Regions from separate parts of the Mus musculus genome. Here regions 1, 2, 4, 5, 6 and 7 are each linked to region 3. The links are chromatin contacts, called in public HiChIP or PLAC-seq and promoter capture Hi-C maps. All regions are on one chromosome and are shown on one strand. Each heading gives the region's core, a stretch centred on a gene start, on an enhancer-like site or on the middle of the called end of the contact. The rest is flanking DNA. Distances are from core to core; before and after follow the strand shown. Region 1 holds the start of Pdp2 (pyruvate dehyrogenase phosphatase catalytic subunit 2). Region 2 holds the start of D230025D16Rik (RIKEN cDNA D230025D16 gene). Region 3 holds the start of Psmd7 (proteasome (prosome, macropain) 26S subunit, non-ATPase, 7). Region 4 holds the start of Cmtr2 (cap methyltransferase 2). Region 5 holds the start of Cdh16 (cadherin 16). Region 6 holds the start of Zfp612 (zinc finger protein 612). Region 7 holds the start of Tat (tyrosine aminotransferase).

Region 1 (2,700 bases), core at 22-2,521, 3.0 Mb before region 3:
AACCCAGAACAAAAACAGGGATTTAGCAAACGCCTTTAATCCCAGAATTTGGGAGGCAGAAGTAGGTGGATCTTTGTACATTGGAGACCAGCCGGTTCTACATAGCTAGTTCTAGACCAGCTAGGGCTACCTAGTGAGATGCTACCTCAAAAACACAAATAAAACAAAACACTCCCAAGCAACCACCTCCTTGAGAGGCCTGAGGCCCAGTAAGGGGACACATCACAGAAATACAGCAGGAACACTTTTACCTCAGACGTGACTTTGGGTAAACCAGCTTGCCTTTCTTTCCAGAGACAGCACTCTCAGACCTTTCTGCTATCTCTTATCTCTCTTTGACTTCAAGAAAGGACTCTACTGACTCACACATTATAAGGTGAAGACCAGACTCAGCTATTGTTAGGACCAGAAGGCAAGGAGGGAAAGCTCTGGACCTCTCTGGTTCTGGCTCTCCCAAGCTACCAACAAGTAAAGGTGCGGCTAACATCACTTGTCGCTAAGAGGCCAATGTAATTGAGAATTCAAAATGGTGGTTAGTAAGGAGCCAATGAACTCTTTAGATCAGAAATGTGAGTATTAGAAGGTTCCTTCTAGCTGTTTGTAAAGGAAGGAAAATCGGTTGGGACTAAGTGTAATTTGGAAGTAGGGGGCCTTAAAGGCTTTGGAGTCTGGCATTGGCAAATGGATGGGTGGGAAGGGACTTAGGAGGTGGGAATGACAGGATTAAAGTGTGTGACAGTAAGGGAAGCATCAAATTGACCCTGGTGTTTGGACTTGGGTCTTCTGGGGCCGGCGAAGCCATTGCTGGTTTAGGAAGAAAAGCAGGTTTGACTGGAAGATAAGGTCAGGGCAAGTAGAACCTAGAGTGTCCATAAAGCCTTCAAGATAGGTGTCCAAAGATAATAAAGATGTGGCACTTTGGAGAGAGGCTTGGAGGGAACGGAACAAAACCCGGGAGGAATCTATGTGAGAATGAACTGTAAAGAACTGGAGAGGTCTCTTGGTTCTGGCTTTGCAGGGTGTGGTGATAAGGGAAGCTTGGGGAAGAGCCCCACGTGACGACCTACTGGCGCAGCGGCTGCACAAAAGCCACGGGTAACCCCAGGGGGTAGAGTGCAGGGTGGCCCCTCCCGGCCCCGCCCCTCTGCCTTCCTTTTGCCCTCCTCATCCATTGGGTAATCTCAATGTCCGTCAAGGGCCCGCCTCCAAGGATAAGCCAATCAGGAATGGCGGGAGGGATATTTCTTTTGGTGCTGGTTCCTCGACTGGGGGCCTCTCCAGGGAAGTAAAACCCAGTCGCAGCAACCGCGGAACTGTGCTCAGGACCAGAGTGAGCCGAGAGGATCCGCCGAGTGCCAGCGGCGCCAGCTGGGGAGGAGAGGACGAGGATACGAGGTAAGGAAGGGGACGATTCGGGGTGCGGACGCCTTCCCTAGCCTAGTTTACGGGTACCTCAGGTGATGGGGCGGAGAGGGGGATGAGGTGAGAGGGCGGGACGAGCTGGCCCCTGGTCATGGTCACCCCACTCGCGCGCACGCGCCACGTGGGCCCGCGCACTGGTGGAGGAGACGACTGCTTAGCCGGTTCTCTGCACCAGCTTCCTTAGTACTGGAGCACCGGTGAGCTGGACGTCGCAACTGGATTCTTACACCTTGGAAAGCCAAGGCTCAGCCACTAAACGGGGGCTGGGATTTCTTAGAGCCTTGCGGTCCAGCCAAGAAATCAAGAGACTTGGTTTCTTTAGGGGTGCTAAATTCTTTCTGTCCCATTGGAGGCGAATGGTTTTCATTGCGCACAGCTGCCTGTCCTTTCTGCAGGGTCAAGGGGCGTCTGAGGCCATCTGCCCCTGTCCGACCTCATCTGTCCCAAGTTCAGCGGGATGGGTATTGGCTTTGGGAAATCGGTTTGACAGTGCGTTTATACCCTTTGACCTACTGGTTTTGGAAATAAGTAAGGGAAAGGTGACTGCAAATGCCATGTAATTTGGTACCAGGTTAGTGGAAACAAGCTCCAAGTCACCAGTAGTTGTGAATGTTTATGCCAAAAACCATAAATAGTACTATCACTGAAAACATTGCCTTTAATAGGAAATCATGTTCACAGTAGTTGGCCCAATGATATAAAAATCTGTACAGAATGTATCCCAAGGACAAAAATAGTGGCTCCCTCCTTTTGTTGATTTTTGAGACAGTTTCTCTGTGTACCTGGTCTCAAATTCTGCCTGCCTTTTCCTTCTAAGTGCTGGGATTAAAGGCGTGCACCCACACTCCCAGTTTCAACCCCCCCCCCCCATTCCCATGGGCTTACTTTGTCAAGCAAAGTAACAGTCTGCAATGTAGATCAGGCTGGCTTTGAACTCACAGATCAGCTTGCCTCTTCACCTTTGCTTCCGGAATTCTGGAATTAAAGGCGTGATAGCACTGTGACGGCTCAGAAGTGTCGTATTTTATTAAGTCTTTACAGAACGTTGTGAAATCTTGACATGGTGCACACACTTTTAATCTCATGAGGTATTGAGAACGTCAGAGCAGGCAGATCTCTGATTTTGAGGACAGCTTGACCTACACAGTGAATTTCATGCTGGCCAGGGTGACAAAGTAAGACCTTGTCTCAAAACAAAACAACAATGACCAATACAAATTACACAGGAATTCTGTGAGACCAGCAACTGATGGCTAATTCTAGCTACCCTGGAATCTG
Region 2 (2,833 bases), core at 38-2,537, 2.4 Mb before region 3:
TTTTTGTTTTTCGAGACAGGGTTTCTCTGTATAGCCCTGGCTGTCCTGAGCTCACTTTGTAGACCAGGCTGGCCTAACCTTGAACTTCTTTACTGCCTCACTCCCAACTGCTGGGATTCCAAGCAGGCACAAATCAGCACACCCAGCCTCTAAACATAGCTAGCTACACACGTCAGCGTTTCTGCAGCCACTTTCCCACTGGACAGACAGCCCAGTGACCCAGTTGTTTTGGCGTGCAGCAATGCTTCTCAAAGACGTTCTACTATTTTTATTTTATTTTGTTTAATCCCATAGCACTGACTTGAAATTTTGTGACGTATCCACTGTTAGGCTTCTTTATAGCCAGTTTGAGTATTTAGTCTGTCACTTAGTTCCCTGCTAAATACTACCCTTAGGAAACATAATGGGAATCGAGCTTTGCTGCCTAGGATCAAGGAAGCTTGGGTAAAGTCTTTACCCTCCTTGTGCCTCATTTATTCGTCTATAAAATGAGACTGAGGGTGTGAGGTCTTGTCATCAAAAGAGGCCTCAGCTGCCTTTTAATTTTAGGGTGCCCTAGAGCAAGCAAGCCGAAAATTCTGGCTGAATAACTAGAGGAGCCCCTCTTCTACTCACTGGAAACGGAGGCACAGAACACTTAAGAGCTTTAGTCACTACCATAAAGCATTGGCAAGCAGCAATGGTGACTCCAGGCGGAGCTGCAGGAGGCAGCCTCTGTGCTTAGAAAGTATTCCCTAGGTTGAGCATTTCTGGAAATGAGACCTGGCCCGGAACTCTTCAGCCTTCTAACTCAAATCCTCTCGCTCTAACCCTTGCCAACGGACTCATACATCCTCGACTCTGAGGTGGACCCTGCTCAGAGACCACTGGGTCCAAGGAGAGTAGGTTTCTGAACAATTTAGGCAGTGGCAGCCAGCGTCAGTACGTGACAAGCTTGATAATGGTCCGCGGGGCCGTGAGTCTCTGGGACTGGGTCCTTCCTGTCCGTTTTGTTCCTAGTGCAGATTAGTGGGACAAGTGTGCAGACGGAAGACTTTATTTTTGTGTGACATGTTTCCCGCCTTGTGCCTTTTCTTGCGTAGGCATATATGGTGCGCTGTGCAGTTTCAGGACCTCTGGAATGTGGCCCCTAAGTTCTAAAGCAGCTGCTCTTCCCTCCAGCTCTACCCGCGCGGGTCTGGCCTCTGATCCAGAGTTTGCGCGTGCGCGACTCCGCCTCAAGCCCCGCCTTCATGATTTAGCCCCGCCTTTGCCACGCTTTACGGCCCGGCACGCCACTTTTGCTGCAGTTGCTCTGGGCGCTGCTGTTGCTACAGCCTCTCCTGCCGGGGCTGCTGCCCGGGAGGTTGAAGGGAGGTGAAGTGTGTTGTTGTGTTCGTGCTGCCGTCGCCGCCCGGAACCGAGTGGAGAGCCGGACGTCCGCGGGCTGGCGAGAGCGACCAGTCAGCAGCTGCGTGCTCTCCTCAGGCCGGGTCCTGTCTGCGCTGCCGCAGGGAGGCCGCCCGGCCCAGCGAACCGACCCAATGCTGGACCTGGAGGTGGTGCCTGAACGCTCTCTGGGGAACGAGCAATGGGAATTCACTCTGGGTGAGTGTGGGGTCTTTTGGGATCCTGTTGGCTGGCCCTTAATTCTCCCTAGTCCCTTCCGCTTCTGGTTCCTGCCCCAGATGCCCCTGCGCCCGCGGTTCTTCGCCTTTTCTCACCCTTTAGTCTTTCGGCTCCGGGCTTTAGAATCCCGCTCCTCCCGTCTGTCATAGGATCAGCGATGTCTCAGCAGGGTCCTTCTTTGGACCTCTATGATAGTAATAGCCAGTACACACCAAATACTTAGTGGAGTGGGAAGGTCCTGCTCTTTTGAATTTATCTCTAATACAACTCCCTGAAGTCTGAATATCGATAGTATTATGCCCATTTTGCTGACTCTAATAGTTAAGAACTAGGTAGCACACCTAATCAACACTCTGGTCTCTGATCTGTCTCTCTCTGGTTTTAGGGGAGTGGGGGAAACCTAAGCTCATGCCTCACAATCAGATGGGGGTGGTGGGGGAATGAGCTTGCTTTTCTAAAAGGAACTCTCGACTTGTTTTCTTCTCTTTTGAAATGTACTCTTAACGTGTGGTGTCGCAATACCAGATACCAGAGTTAAAAGTTGAAATTGAGTGAAGTGGAAATTACACATTGGCTTGGTAGACAAATCAGTTAGGTCACTTGGGGAGAGTTGGCCTTCGTATGTGAACAAGAGTATTTGCATTTAGTGACTCCAGTGTGTTTACTTAGTGGCAGCACTAAGCGAAGGGGCTGGGAAAAGGTGTTCCTGCTGCTTGTTTGTGTGGGCCTCAACCTCTGTCTCTCTACTGGGAGCTCTTGGACTGAGTCAGCTGCTCCATTTGTTTATGGCTTATCCTTGAATGTAGACGACTCTGTCTATAGAGACAGCATATTGGAATTACCTAGCTGGGTAGATTGCTGGGGCTTGGTGGCTGCCTGCCTCTTTCTTGCCCATTATAAAAGCCAGTTTCATCAAGGGCTCTTGGTTCTCAGAACTTAGACTGCCTGTTCCTGTAGACTTCTCAAAATTTAATCTGCTATGAACATGTTCCATTCAACCTCATATGAGGCATCAAGAGCGTGGTTGAAAAGCAAATGATGTTTGACTTCTGATTAACATTTTTTTCTCCCCTGGACAACTCCTACCTAGTCTGGACATCCCAGGACTGGTTAAGACCCACAGCTACAGATGGTTTACTGAGACTGTGTATCTCTTTGTTTGATTTAGTGCAAACAGGAGATCAGCTGGGGTCAGGAAATTTCCAGAACACTGAACTATAACTAA
Region 3 (3,011 bases), core at 324-2,823:
CTAAAGATTCCAGATACTCCCTTGGAGAAAAAGTCATGCTTGTTTTTCTTTTTCTCAGCTTTATCCTTTAAACTCTTTCCCCTCCTCGCTACACTGAAATCTCTCCAGGGATGAAGATCTAAGAGAAGTACCAGTTTTGTTTTTTTTTGTTTGTTTGTTTTGTTTTTGTTTTTTTTTTTTTCCGAGACAGGGTTTCTCTGTGTAGTCTTGGCTGTCCTGGAACTCACTTTGTAGACCAGGCTGGCCTCGAACTCAGAAATCCGCCTGCCTCTGCCTCCGGGGTGCTGGGATTAAAGGCATGCGCCATCACGCCCAGCAAGAATTGTTTTCTTTAGCCACTAACAAACTGCATATTTGGAAACAACTTAATTCTATGCTAAGGAAACACACAAGCCACAGTGAAAGTAACATTACACCTCTCTAACCCACTAAAACTACTTCAAACAACGAGTTTCCACATGCCAAAGGAAACTTCATCCACGAGTCTTTAAAGCCCCTCCATCTGTTCCTTGATACAACTACCAACAGTGTCTGCACCCCCCCCCCCCATTCTTACCAATTGTTAAAATAAAGCTTAAACAGTGTTCACCCCATCAGGGCCCCTAGTATCCCAGGCATTCCGAACAATACAACTGAATTCAGACTCAAAAGGCTCCGTCTTGAGGTTTTTTTTTTTTTTTTTTTTTTTTGGCTCTGGTTGAGTTAGCTGCACAAAGCCTGCTTCAGACCAGGCACTAGCGCCGACTTGACTGCAAGTAGACTCCCTACTGGACCTTCATATTTGTTAACTCCTCACACTAATTATCTTGTAAAACTTCCGAACACGTGCAACAGGTCTGGCCGGATGAACGGCTGGAGCAGGCAAGGGTGGCAGTGAGCTACCCAAGGGAACTGTAGGCTGGCCCCAATCTGCACCTGCCTCGTTTTTAGAGGAACAAGCCGACACCTTATTCATTCCCATTTTAAAGGTACCATTCGACCAGAATCCCAAATCGAAACTTGGCTATGATCCCTGCCTCATCCAGAAAATCGTTCATCGGGGACTCCGAGACCGGGGTTTCAGTGACAGCTTTTACAGGCACGGGCACACGAGACTGAAGCTCGGTCTTAAACGGCGCCCAGCCGTTCTGGGAAAAGGCGCGGCCTCGGCGGGTAGCATCGTTCCGGCTCCGGGGCCTCGCCAGGCGGGCCAGACTCAGGAGTGGCGGCCTCGGTGGGGGTGCGAGGCTGTCAATGGGTACCGAGCACCGCGGTGTGGAGCCGCTGGGGTCGCTTGTCCCAACCCGTGTCCCCGGCCGCCGCGTTTGTGCCCGGCGCGCCCGTGACTCAGCAGCCCTGCGCCGTGTGGCCGCCACGCGCCACCCGCTCACCGGTTGAAATGATCCACCACACTGAGCAGCACCAGGGGGTGAACCACCACCTTCTGCACCGCCAGCTCCGGCATCGCGACACAGCCCGACCACCGGCCCGGCTCCCTGCAACCCGCAAACACCAGCAACCGCAGCGACACAGGCCGCTCCTCCAGGCCCCAGCACCTCCCCTTCCGGTTTGACCGCCGCTGCACAGTCGACTTCCGCTCCCAGAGCGCTTTGCGCTCGTGCCCGCCCTGTCGCCAGGGGCGCCATCTTGAGAAAGGGAAAGAACCGCCTTGCCTTCTGTGGGACTTAGGCTATTGACGAAGCTTGGCATTGAGCCTTTCCCTAGGTTTTTGTTTTTGTTTTTGTTTTCGTTTTTGTTTTTCCTCAGTTGTTTGCCAGCTCACCATTTCTCCTCCTTGGAAGGTTGTAGAAAAAGGCAGATAAACATAAGTAGTAACAGCGTGTACTTCTACTAATCAAATAATTAACGACATATATTTAACTTTCTTTTTTTTTTTTCAAAGATTTACTTATCTATTATATGTAAGTACACTGTAGCTGTCTTCAGACACACCAGAAGAGGGAGTCAGATCTCGCTACGGATGGTTGTGAGCCACCATGTGGTTGCTGGGATCCGAACTCTGGACCTTCGGAAGAGCAGTCAGGTGCTCCTACCCACTGAGCCATCTCACCAGCCCTTAACTTTCACTTAACACTTTAAGTCAGCACTGTTTCAAAATTTCCCAGAGGAGTTTCATTTGTTTGTTTGTTTGTTTTTGGGTTTTGGTTTTTGTTTTGTTTTGCTTCTTTTTTTTTTTTTTTTTTTTTTTTTGAGACGGTGTTTCTTTATGTAACAGCCCTGGCTGTCCTGGAACTCACGTTGTAGACCTGACTGGCCTCTACCTGCCTCTGTTCCCTGAGTGCTGGAGTTAAAGTCATATGCCATCACACCTGGTTTTTATTTATTTATTTTTAATGTTTTATTTCATTGCTTTTGAAGTTGGGCCTTCTATGACATTGACTAGCATGGAAATTGTTGTATAGTCCAGGGTGGTCCCCTGTCTCTACCTCCTCCTAAGTACAAGGGTGACAGCATATGCGACCACACGTGGTTTAGAGATGCTCTCGGTCTCTAACACCAAGGGCACACTTTGGGTGTATGACTGGATACTTTATCTATAGTTTTTATTTCTGGGAATTTTCCTTAATGCTCACTGTGACATAATGAGTGCAACAACATTCAGGTTTTGTTAATCCCAAAGATTTGGGGAGAAAGGCCACCAACCCAAAACACCATGGCTAAATTAATTAAAATTAATTAATTAAAGCAAGCATTTTTATTTATTCAATTTAATTTAGTTTTTATAGGGGTCCCCAATTTCAATTCAATGCTTGGGTGTAAGTATCTGTCTGTCTAAGTCAACTGCTGGTAGGGCCTCTTAGAGGACAGCCATGCCAGTCTCCCGTCTGTAAGCATATCATAGCTTTAAAACAAGCATTTTTTTATTTGTGTACATGGGCTGTCTCTTCCTAAAAACGGGTGTGTGTGTGTGTGTGTGTGTGTGTGTGTGTGTGTGTGTGTGTGTGGTGGTGCTGGTGCAGGGGATGGTTCAAGAAATCAGCATTGGGCATGAGAAAGACAAGGTTTTTATA
Region 4 (2,742 bases), core at 146-2,645, 2.6 Mb after region 3:
CAAGAATAATGAAAACATATGCTTACAACAACATATTAGAAAGTCCCCAAACAGGTCCATTCGTAATATCACCAGTCTAGAAACTAAACAGTCAGCCTTCAGTAGAAGAACTGATTAAAGTCAACCCACAGAATGACAAACCCCTTGCAATATAAATTTTAAAGACACAAGACAATACAGATGAAAACATTTTAAATAATAAATTGAACAGGGAGAGGCTGAGAAGAGTCAAAGTGTAATGATTGAATTATGTGAAATTCTAGACCAGATCATCTAAATTAGGGTGATGGGAAATACAGTGATAGCTGCTTCTTGAGGGTGGAAGACTAGGAAGGAACTTAAGGGAGCTTTTCTAAAATATTCAGTAGGTATTTGCCTGCTCCACAAGAGGAATTCATGCCTTGTATTAGTTATGGCCCAAACCCATAACTAACAAATCGTGGGCTCTAAGGGAGAGTCCACTGATTTTTTTTTTTTTCTCTAAATGGTCAAGTTGCCAAACTGCCTTCTGAATACGGTGCTCTTCCCTCATCTCTGTCAAAGTTCTGAGAAGTGACTGACAGCTCAGCCATAGACAGGCCATCTACATAACACCTGCTCAGGGAAGGGGAGTGCAGAAGAGTGGGTGAAAAGAGTGGGAGAGCGAGAGGATGAGGGAAGTGCTGTGAAGCGCTTTCCTCTAAAAAGGATGGCTGTTACACTTATAAACGCACAGCAGCTGTGGCTACCCCACAGCTGGGGAGGTGGAGACAGGTGGATACCAGTGACTAGCTGGACAGTCTAACCTAACTAGAGAGTCCCAGGCCTGAGAGTCCATCCTCTGGTATCCCTGGCTGACATGGAACTCTCTATGTAGACCAGAGTGACTTAGAACTCAGAGATCTGTTTCCCTCTGGCTCATGAGAGCTGGGATCAAAGGCTTGTGGCACTACACCGGGTGGTTTTCTTTTTCCTTGGTTTATTAATATGTAAACACACCAAGTGATGATACTTCCGTTTCTTTAATTTGGTTTTGCACTCAAGTTATCCATTGAGCTTCAATTTTAATGCAGTCTCTCCTAGGAACTAGCATCTATCTATCCAGGGTAAACCTTCGGGTACCAAAGCCCAGTTCCGTTGCCATGGCGACCCGCTGAGACGGACAAGTTTCTCCGCACCAGAGCTCAGCTCCAGGAGTTGCCACCCTCCCGAGTGACGTCGATGCGCGTGACGATAGGCCTCCCGGAAGGCGCCTGTGCAGTGTGGCTGTCAGAGCCTCGCAGCCGGTGGGGGCGTGGTCTGGAGGAGGATCTGGCTCCAGTTGCGCGTGCGCAGGTCCGGGCGGTCTTCCAGGCGCTCCCTCCTCTTTGTCCGCGACCCGGTTGCCAAGTACGCAGAGGAGACGCCACCCCCGGAAGCTGTTCCCGGGAGCGGAAGTGGCAGGTGGCTCGTTAGAGTGAGGACCGCGTGTGCGGTGCTACTCTGCTCCTGCTCGAGGGGCTCTGGTGGGCGTGGGCTGAAGGAATGCGGACCCGGCTTCTCGGTGAGTGACAGTTCCCGGACGGTTCGCTGCGGGCAAGGGGCGGGGCTGCTCAAATGAGTGTTTGAGAGGTGGCTGTCCCAGGACCCAGTGTGAGCACTGCACATGCCCCAGTGTTTTTATTTCCTAGGAAAAGTTGGCGGGACCATTGCTAACACTCCCTATGCTCACTTAGACCTGACAGCTGTTGAGAACTTAAAGGCTTTGGTGTTGGACTTACAAATTTTATAATCATTTCCTTGTGGCTTTGGACAGGAAGCTTCCTGTCTTCCACTTGGAGCCTGCAAAATAATACAGTTGATACTCATCAGCCTCACATGCACTTTGGAAACGGCATGCATTTAGTTGAAAAAAAATTTTATGCATTTAATTGAAATTTTTTTTGTTTTTAAGTCGTACATTGAAATGCTAGGGTGAAATTGAAATGCATTATTCTGTTCAGAGCTTTGTCTTTTGGGCTAAGTGTAATATTCGTCCATTTATCCAGTTAATGTTAGTGTACTTAAGTGCCCACCAGCCACTGTTGGAACCTTTTGGGGTGGCATGTAAGTGAGCAAAATAAAAGATAACTGTCCTGCAGAAGTGCGGAGCTTACATTCTGGTTTGAGGAAGTTGAGAACGACAAGTCACAAACAGAACACAGGGGAAAAGAAATAAGTGATAAACATGAATGCCGTGGGAGAAAGTGAGGTAAGGGCCATGGGGAGCCCGAGATGCAATTTCAAAATAAGTGTGTTAGGATAGGCTTCACAGAGTAAAGTGCCTTCCAGCAAATACCAGGAGGAGCTGAGGGGATTAGCTAGATAGATACTTGGGGGAGTAAAGCCCAGGTAGAGCTTGCCTCTTAGTATTGAGCAAAGTGTTCCAACGTGGTGTGGCCTGGGTCTTCAGTGAACAGCAGGCTTGTGTGGCTGGAGTGGAATGGATAAGGGGGCGGTAATATTAAGAATGAGTTGGCAGCAAGGCTCAAGTACAGTCAGGAACCTTGGAGCGTTTGAATCCTTTTAGTTGTTTGCAAGTGAAGGCAATTATCCACTTAATTTCGGTAAGATTTCACAGCTTAACCACAGCCACTAATTAGTATGTGAAGTTAATGACTAAAAGTAGACTTTTTTTTTCCCCCCAAAATAGAATGTATTGGAGGTCTAAATGTAGCTGCGGTTCCCAGTAAGCACAGCGTGGATCAAGACAGATGAGCTCATTGTAGTAAATTTTCTGTTTGC
Region 5 (2,923 bases), core at 416-2,915, 3.0 Mb before region 3:
ACCCTCCTTCCAAAACTGGAACATAGTGGAACAAGGTCTCACGATGTGGCCTAGGCTGGCATCAAACTCTTCATCCTCTCCAGTGCTAGGATGAGCGGCACCTGCTGCCACACCCAGTACCACCCGTTTCTGTTCTTTAACTCAAAGCTCAGCTCTTCTCTGGGACTAAAATCTTGTTAGTTGCTTACACTAATCCATGCACTGTCTAGGAAGCAAGACTCATAGGAGATTCAAATCAGGGAAGAGAACTGGACCAATTGGCAGGAGAAGCATGGTATTGGGGGGGGGATGGGAAGCCACCCCACATTCCGGCTTACCTTGAGTATGTAAAAAGGGAAATTTCCACCATAGTTTTCAGGGACTTCTGTGTGCAGGCTTTCTGCAGGCTGGGCCTCAGTGGTGAAAGCCTGTGGGGGAAGTTCTTACCGTGTTCCTTAGACACAGACTCCTTCTCCCTGACCCACCAGATCTTAGTCTGTCCGCCCCCTGGTCTTAGGCTTCCTGCTTCCATAGCAGGCCCATAGTTATGACTTTGAACTCACAACTCCCATACTACTCTTATGGCCAGTGTCAGGAGTCTAGTGGGACTGGGGACATGGGTGCTAACCCCTAAGTTTGAGATCTGAAGAAAGAGACAGGGCCCAACTCACCTGAATAACAGAGAGGTAAAGTAGCCACGGCCGGGCAGAGATCATGGTCAAGGCAGACCTGAGGGACATGGGAATGAGAATTTAGGTCAGAAGGTCAAGAAGAAGGGTTCTACCCTGTATATACAGGCAGAGGGACCTCAGTATGGACTAGTCTCCTCCCTGCATGTTGCAAATGTTCAGCTTCTCAGTCAGTCCAAGTAAGGCCCAACAATCCTGCTTCTTCGATCTTGCTCTTATAAACAGCACCATAGAGGTTTTCACTTCCAAACCCCTTTCTCCTTCTTGCCATCTCCCCCCACCCCTCATTAGCACCCAGATTCCCAAAGTGACAATTATTCAGCAGGCCACCAATCACAGAAATTAGCAACTGGACAGACAGCTATCATTTCTGAGGACAGAGTTCCGTGCTTCATGTAAGGCCTGAATGGCAGGGCCTGACCAAGGTCACAGAGGATTCCACACAAGACGATTCCTTCAGCAACAGAAGACTTGTAGCTCAGGCCTTGGGGCCTATTGAGTTTCTCAGTGCCACCCTCCAGATACCAGACTGCCCCTAATGCAGAAACTTTTGCAGATCTCAGCAGGAAGTTAAGAATGTGCAATGTTAACACACACACACACACACACACACACACACACACACACACACACACACACACGACTGCAAGATGGATCCCTGAATATTCTTACCCAGATATCTGAAGGATAGGGCAGTGCCCCTACTCCCAACCTCAGTCCTACCCACCCAAGAGCTCTCAGGCACTCACCTTCAGATGCCCAAAGCCTCTCCCTTGGTCCAGTTTCCAGGAGAAAGGAATCCTTCTTCAGGGAGCTCTGGCAAATTTGGCTTAGGTGGGGCGAGGCAAGGTGGACACTTGAGCAGGTAGGCGGTCTGGCCGTGCTTGCTCAGGAGTGGAAAATGCCACCGGGGCCCACAGGAGCAGGCCTGGCCCCGCCTAGTCCCCCCAAGTTACTTATTGACTTTGGAGAGCCAGATCTGCTCAGCATCCGTGACTGCCAGCCCTAGGAGGTGGGCAGCTCTTGGTCTGTCACTGCCCCCTTGACACAGCCCAATGAGCACTTGCTGGCCCTCTGGGCTTAGACATAACTTCTGTGTGTGTGTGTGTGTGTGTGTGTGTGTGTGTTCAGACTTGGCTCCCACTTCTCCTCTGTGCAGTGGCATCTGTAGCCAGATCTCTCCAGATATTGTTCCTTGTGCCTGGAATGCTCTTCCCACCTTTCTACAGGACAGTAAGTACCTGCTTACGCTTTAGCAACAAGCACTAATAACCCCTTCTTCAGGAAAGCCCTTACATTCACAGGCTGGATTAGGCTCCCCCACTCCATACCATGAACTGCCTCTACGGATGCCCAGAAGACACCAGCTTGTTTCTCACGTATTAGCTTCGGAGTTCCTCTGAGTAGGCTATGACCTTGTCCTGCCCCAAGTGGCCCGTGGAGCTAAGGAAAGGACTGGGAGTGTAACCCAAAGGGCAGCTGACCCCAAGTGTGTGTTCGGAGCTCTAGAACATTCATCAGTGAGACCAGTGGGTGGGACAGAAGCCTAGAGGTCCCCCTGAAGCTCTCCTAGCCTCACATGGTCTCCTGAACACAGATAAGGGTGAGGCTCTGACCTGTCTCATGTCTCTAAGCAGAAAAGAGAAGACCGAGCCAGCTCAGGTGACTTTGAGGGAGTTACAGGGCTGACCAGGGCCTCCTCACCTCCCCCTGTAAGGCCTGAAAGGCAGACCCAGCAGAAACCTTGTTTTCTGGGAATCTCAGATGAGGGTACAGAGTATGAAGACCCTGGTCTCCCTCCTCTCACTTTCCTTCCATGTTTTGGGGTCTCCCCCGAGGACTGCTCATGGTATATCTGGTCAGCATTCCAGATGGAAGCGGGACTGGGACAAGCTGAGTGTCTGTTTTAGGATCACTGAGGCACTGAGCCTAGGTTAGTGCTATATGTGGGGTTGTTGAAGGAGGTCTCACACATACTGAGTGCCTACTAACCAGCACCCAGAACTTCTGTGAGCACATATCGCTGCTATCCCACCCACTCATTCTGAAGAGGGAACTGTCCCCTTGTCATACCCCTCTGGGGTACAGAGAGGCTAAGCCGTTTGCCCAAGGCGCCTGGGTTTCTTTTTCAGGTTTGGGGACCTTCCCATGGCAGAGCAAGCTTTCCTCATCTCTCTCTCTCTCCCTCTCTCCCTCTCCCTCTCCCTCTCCCTCTCCCTCTCCCTCTCCCTCTCCCTCTCCCTCTCCCTCTCCCT
Region 6 (2,860 bases), core at 89-2,588, 2.5 Mb after region 3:
TGTGATTTTTGGAAACACCAGCGAAAGACAGGAGCTCTGTGGCTCTGACATCCGAATTCCATGTGGGACAATGGCAAATATGTATGCCATTAGACCAAAGTAGTGTTGTTACTATAAATCATTTTCATGTATCCTCTACTATGTATTACTTGTGGGTCTCTAGGCAGTGCCAATTTTCAGTTCCCGAACAGAAGTCATGTCTACAGAGACTGACTCATTGAACTATAGTGCTGTTGAGATATTGGAATGCTACAGGTGCCAAGGCTAGCTAATTATCTTATTTTGGGCCAGTGTTACCACTTTGAATAACCATTTCTTGCTTATTTTTCTGTAAGAACTAACATCCTGTAATATAGATTAAACACCTGTTGGGATCTTGTAACAGGCCATTGACTTCCACCAACACAAAAGCCAAGAAGGTTATCATATAGCATCCATCTGAAATATAGAAAGGCGACCCCTATCTTGCTGTACCGACCTCTCTGATGCACCCAACCAATATATCTTTTTTTTTTTTTTTCTTCTTTTTTCTTTTCGAGACAGGGTTTCTCTGTGCAGCCCTGGCTGTCCTGGAACTCACTCTGTAGACCAGGCTGGCCTCGAACTCAGAAATCTGCCTGCCTCTGCCTCCCAAGTGCTGGGATTAAAGGCGTGCGTCACCACCGCCCGGCCCAACCAATATATCTTAAACTTTGATTTAGGACTTTTTTGATCTGTAAAACTATAAAACTGCTTCCGCGTTGGAACGTGGAATTTGGGGCAACCTAAATCTGGGCTCCTGGGCTATGATCACTTAAATTTGGTTTGAGAATAAACTATCTCTTATCCCCTTTAAGGTAAGAGTTGTTTTCTTGTGTCAACAGCAGGTAGTTATGAATTTCATGGTAGGAAATCAGGTTGTTGTTGTTGTTATTATTATTATTTGTCCTGGTTTTTGAACCCAGAGTGCCCGAGAAGCAGTGTATCATTAAGCGCCATCTCCAGCCTCAGCTTCCAGAACAACTGCAATCAAGGCCCAGCAGCAGGCCTGCATGACATTACATAACATTTATTTTTAAAGTGGACCCTGGGTCCTCCAGCCTGTGACGCACTGGCACAGTCCACCTGCTGGCACCTCCAGCTTTACCAAGACATAAACTCGGGTGGCCTTTCTCGGGTGGGTCTATCCAGTACTCCAGGAGTAAGGGTCCTAAGACATCAGAACCCATGGCCCACGACAAAGAGCTTGAGTCCTAGGCGACAGAGAACCGCAGAGGCCAGGCGGGCACCCCAGAGAGGGAGGGGGCAGCACTCCTAGAGGGGCGGGGTCGGGCCGGTGACGCACTTCCGGCCGCGCGCGGACCGTGCTGCGCAGGTGAGTGCGGACCCATTGCGGTTCGCGGTGTGTCTTGGCGGACAGCACGCAGGGGCTCCCGCAGCCAGCCTCGCGGGCCACCAAGTCTCCGTGTCCACAGCGGTGACGCTTGAGTGGCGACCATTGTCAGACCCAGAAAACTCAGCAGGTGGCGGATCGGGGAAGCTGTGTCACTTCACAGAGGGGTAGCTGCGTGCGGGGGCGAAGCGGCTCGAGGTGACATCGCAGGTCTCTTGACCCGCCGCGGCCCTGCAGGTGTGTACTGCTTGTCCCGGGCTCCAGGCAGGGTGAAGGGCGCGGGGCCACCGCAGGGAAAGCAGGGCCACTTCTCAGCCGTTGGGGACAGAGCGAGCTTAAGGCCTGGTCTGCTGCATCGACGTCAGGCCCCACACATGCACACAAGATGACGACATGGCAAGAGTACACACAGACTAGTTTCAGAATTGCTGCTATTTCATACCCCGTAGAAGGCAGTGCGACATTTGGATGGATGCAGGTCTCTTACGGCTATAACCGTAGCCAAAACACTTATTTTTCCAAGGTGGGGAGCAGGGAGAGACAGAGACAGAGATAGACACAGAGAAAGAGTTTTAAGAGAAAGAAAAGTAACGGATGCTTACCTATGCGCAGCCAGATAAGAACGAATCTGGTCCTTATGCTGCATCCATCAGTGTATTCGTTCTTCATCTGACTCTCAGACTCTTCCCACCCTCAGATGTAACAACTATTTTGAATTTTGTGTTTACCACAGCCTATTTTTTTAAAAGTGTATACATATGCAACAGTTTAAGCTTTGTTGTTGTTGTTGTTTTTGAGTACTTGGTTAATTTCTAAGTAGTGTCTATGTCAGCTGGGTAAGGTCCAGCTATAAAAACAATACAGAAGCTGTATTTTCAGGGGATGGGTAGGTTGTTTTCAGGCTGGTTATGCATCACAAATAGTGCTGACGATGGATACTTTGTGCATGTCTCCTACACATGAGAATATCCATAGGAATACATTTTTCAAGCTTTTTTATTCACAGGCAATTTTCATACAAATGTAGAATGCATTTGATTCATTTCACACCCCCCCTTCCTGGGCACCCCCTTTGTAGACATTTTTAAGATTTGATGTGGATATAGAGTTTTCCAAACACATTTGGCATCGAGTGTTCCTGGTCAAGGGTTAATTCTGAGCCAGAGGAAAATTTACAGCCTGATAGTTTTTTAATTGCCAAATAAGTCATAATGAAAATGGCTGGGGAAACTCCTGCAATTTGAAGAGGTAGAAACATTTAAAAATCCTTTTGTAGTCTAGGTTTTTCAAGATGTAGAACGTAGGACAAAGGGTTTTGTTTTGTTTTGTTTGTGGGAATTTAGCTATGAGTAGAATATAGTCGCCTGGACAGAGTGAAGGACAAAGATAGCAAAATAGAAAAAAAATATAGACAAATTAAATATAACAGTTCAGTTGGGCAAAGAATGATTGACACCACAACAACTTGTAAGACTGGGGATGCCATGG
Region 7 (2,742 bases), core at 93-2,592, 2.4 Mb after region 3:
TGAGGAAGACACCCAATGTCCTAATGTCCACAAGAAAGTGCACAGCAGGACTCTGGCAACACCTGTGTTTTATGAAGCATCTCTGCATGCCGTAGCTTTTATTGGAGGTGATAGTGATACGTGTCTTTGGGCACTAGAGCTCTGTCGTGCCCAGTGTGATGTGAGCCTTGTGCATCTAAATAGTACTCTGCCTTTTCAGGCCCACGGCAGGAAGTAGACGTTGTAGGCCTGCAAAGTGTGGTGATTGGAGCACTGCACATGCGCAGAGACACTGCTACGCAAATATTAGTCTAGCGCCTCTGGTGGATGGTGCCTGTTGAGGGAGCAAGGAGCAGGTGTGGTCCAGGAATCAGAGTGTGTGTTTCAGCATAGGAGAGAGATTCTACCACTAGTGTTGTTAGTTCCATTGTTAACTTTGTGATCAAATACAAGCTGCTCTGAGAATTTCCTATTCTTTAAAGAAAAAATTAAAAACTTCAGACTTCAGATCCTTCAACTCACTGCATTCCTGAACAGTTTTGTACCCTAATGAAAATTAAGCTGCAGAGAATTTGGCTGCCTTGTTTCTTGATGGATTATTAATTTGTTTTAACTTCCCATTTTGTTCTAAATGGAGTCCAGACCTCTGTGGTATGCCAAGTAAAGGGGATCAAGGCACAGGACAAAGTAACAACAACGACTATGACGACGACGACGACGACAATGGCAATGATAAATGCCCACTGTCAAATGAGCGCGTGATTCTATCTGTGCTTTGAAAATTTATTAAATCACGTATTCATTTATCTCTGCATCTATTTATCTATCCTTATACTAACCTATTTGATGGAATTTTTTAATTTGTTTTTCCTTGGAGTGCGGTTGAATTTTTGTGGAGATTCCCATTGTCCATAGCAAATCCCACATGCAGTAGATGAATAGTCAACCAAGCTCTTATCATTGCCCATGTCCAGGAGTGAGACTGGAGTGCACAGAGAAAGCACTACCAGAAGGACCCTCATTTTAATGCATTTCTGTACTGTTAACACAATAGTTTTCATAACAAAATAAGGACAATAAAGTTAATCGCTGTCACCCCAACTGCCCTCCACAGTTTCCTGAAACAGCTCACCAAATGACCAGAAAGAGTTAACACAGAGAATTCCAGATAACGTGATGTGTGGACAAATCCCAGATTGGATGGTGGCCCAGGGTTGGGGTGAGAAACAGCAGAGTGTGGGGGGGGGGAGTGGGGGGAGGTCCAGGGGAGGGGCTTAGTCCTCACTCTCAACCAATAGCATAAGGGCTTCAGGCCCAACGCCCATTGGCTGAAACTATTTCAAGGGTCAGGACCGCACCTGAACTCATCATCAGAGGACTTGGTGGAGGAGCGCTCGTGGGCCTTATAGGTTTGGCTGCTTGGAGACTGCTTTGCCTGGACGAGGAAGGTAATCCCGGAGGTTCTCTGCACTGTGATGGTGATTGCGATGCTCCTGGCTTTCTTTCTGATATTCTGGCTTTTTCTGCCCAGGGCTGGGATGCTTATCTGACATGTCCTTACTTTAACTAGCATCAATATTCATCTGTCTGTCTGTCTGTCTGTCTGTCTGTCTGTCTCTGTCTCTCTCTCTCTGTTCCTTCTTCCCTTCCTCTCTCTTTCCTTAATGGTATTATGATTGAACATAGGTCCTGGCTCTGCTAGCCAAGTGCTCCACTGCCTTAGTTTTACAGTTTTTGAGTTTTTGGTCTTGCCAAGATGCCCAGGCTAAGGTACTGGGAAGACCCTTTCTCGGGGGCGAGATGGTAGCCCACATGCTTTGATGAATACTCTCCTGTCATTTTTTTTTTTCTCTCGGTTTAACTCAGAGCATAGGGTTAGAGTTGCATATAGAAAATCCCACAAGGCTGAGAGCTGACCCAGCAGGAAAAGCCCTTGTCATCCAAGGGCAAGAATTAGAATTCGGATCTCTAGGACCCATGTAAAGTCAGATGTGGCGGTACACATCTGTAATGCCAGAACCCACAGTGAGATGAGGCGGATGGTGAGGACTGCAACCTGAGGTTGTCCTCTGACCTCCACACATTTGTAGTGGAACATGTGTATGCACAAGTACACACCCATGCCAAAGACAAGTGGAAAAAAAACAATCCTACTTGTAGTAGATAAATATTCAATTAAATGCTCCCTGATAATTTTGAAAATGAGTTGCTCCTATATTTTCTATCTCTGCAAGACATTCTTAAACCCCACTCCTATTCATATCCAAAGCTGTCTTACAAGTGAAATCATATAAAAGCATTAGAGAGATGCATGTGTGAGGTCACCCCTGCTTAGGTCTAAACACAGCTCCCCAACTCCCCATCTTAGCCTTACAGGGACGTCTCTTTTTTTCCCTGTAGGCTTTGTGAGCCATGGACTCCTACGTAATCCAGACGAATGTCAATGACAGCCTACCTTCAGTGCTGGATGTTCGCGTCAATATTGGCGGGAGAAGCTCGGTGCAAGGGAGAGCGAAGGGCAGGAAGGCCAGGTGGAATGTGAGGCCCTCTGACATGTCCAATAAAACCTTCAATCCCATCCGAGCCATTGTGGACAACATGAAGGTGAAGCCGAATCCGAACAAAACCGTGATCTCTCTGTCAATTGGTGAGTTCGGGCCACTTGACCTCCCGCTCTCATGTGCTGCCAGGAAGAGAGGGGAGGAGATAAGACCCGAACGTGGGGATGTAAAGTCTTGGCGGTTCTTTAGCTTCTCTCTTCTG

What was found. Promoter capture Hi-C pulls out the DNA fragments that hold promoters and counts their contacts. HiChIP or PLAC-seq counts read pairs in DNA pulled down with a chosen protein or histone mark. Capture Hi-C pulls out chosen DNA fragments and counts their contacts.
Region 1: a contact with region 3 is called in a promoter capture Hi-C map of pre-B cells, with 3 times the contacts expected there. The contact joins the promoter of Pdp2 here to the promoter of Psmd7 in region 3. A contact is called at or near these places in 2 of 39 promoter capture datasets (liver and pre-B cells).
Region 2: a contact with region 3 is called in a promoter capture Hi-C map of liver, with 3 times the contacts expected there. The contact joins the promoter of D230025D16Rik here to the promoter of Psmd7 in region 3. A contact is called at or near these places in 2 of 39 promoter capture datasets (the 3T3-L1 cell line and pre-B cells) and 1 of 9 other capture datasets (liver).
Region 4: a contact with region 3 is called in a promoter capture Hi-C map of liver, with 7 times the contacts expected there. The contact joins the promoter of Cmtr2 here to the promoter of Psmd7 in region 3. A contact is called at or near these places in 5 of 39 promoter capture datasets (3T3-L1-derived adipocytes, the C10 cell line, liver and 1 more), 1 of 484 Hi-C or Micro-C datasets (CD4 T cells), 1 of 115 datasets of contacts at active chromatin or transcription factors (astrocytes) and 1 of 9 other capture datasets (liver).
Region 5: a contact with region 3 is called in a promoter capture Hi-C map of pre-B cells, with 5 times the contacts expected there. The contact joins the promoter of Cdh16 here to the promoter of Psmd7 in region 3. A contact is called at or near these places in 1 of 39 promoter capture datasets (pre-B cells) and 2 of 9 other capture datasets (adipose tissue and liver).
Region 6: a contact with region 3 is called in a promoter capture Hi-C map of liver, with 2.9 times the contacts expected there. The contact joins the promoter of Zfp612 here to the promoter of Psmd7 in region 3. A contact is called at or near these places in 4 of 39 promoter capture datasets (hippocampal neurons, liver, pre-B cells and 1 more).
Region 7: an H3K27ac HiChIP or PLAC-seq map of embryonic stem cells shows a contact between it and region 3, with 6 times the contacts expected there. The contact joins the promoter of Tat here to the promoter of Psmd7 in region 3. A contact is called at or near these places in 1 of 39 promoter capture datasets (hippocampal neurons) and 1 of 115 datasets of contacts at active chromatin or transcription factors (embryonic stem cells).

The regions. Positions count from the first base shown.
Region 1 is chr8:104,590,201-104,592,900 of GRCm38.p6, forward strand. It overlaps Pdp2 (pyruvate dehyrogenase phosphatase catalytic subunit 2), which reads left to right and starts at 1,272. Exons shown (of 2, transcript NM_001024606.2): 1 at 1,272-1,395.
Region 2 is chr8:105,223,900-105,226,732 of GRCm38.p6, forward strand. It overlaps D230025D16Rik (RIKEN cDNA D230025D16 gene), which reads left to right and starts at 1,288. Exons shown (of 16, transcript NM_145604.3): 1 at 1,288-1,587. The coding sequence starts at 1,524.
Region 3 is chr8:107,586,909-107,589,919 of GRCm38.p6, forward strand. It overlaps Psmd7 (proteasome (prosome, macropain) 26S subunit, non-ATPase, 7), which reads right to left and starts at 1,574. Exons shown (of 7, transcript NM_010817.2): 1 at 1,371-1,574. The coding sequence starts at 1,444.
Region 4 is chr8:110,216,565-110,219,306 of GRCm38.p6, forward strand. Cmtr2 (cap methyltransferase 2) reads left to right here and starts at 1,396. Exons shown (of 2, transcript NM_146215.4): 1 at 1,396-1,522.
Region 5 is chr8:104,622,731-104,625,653 of GRCm38.p6, forward strand. Cdh16 (cadherin 16) reads right to left here and starts at 1,666. Exons shown (of 18, transcript NM_007663.3): 1 at 1,418-1,666; 2 at 651-708; 3 at 318-407. The coding sequence starts at 695. It overlaps Gm51588 (a long non-coding RNA gene), which reads left to right and starts at 1,639. Exons shown (of 2, transcript XR_003947593.1): 1 at 1,639-1,901.
Region 6 is chr8:110,078,396-110,081,255 of GRCm38.p6, forward strand. Zfp612 (zinc finger protein 612) reads left to right here and starts at 1,339. Exons shown (of 5, transcript NM_175480.4): 1 at 1,339-1,609.
Region 7 is chr8:109,989,094-109,991,835 of GRCm38.p6, forward strand. Tat (tyrosine aminotransferase) reads left to right here and starts at 1,343. Exons shown (of 12, transcript NM_146214.3): 1 at 1,343-1,427; 2 at 2,380-2,626. The coding sequence starts at 2,392.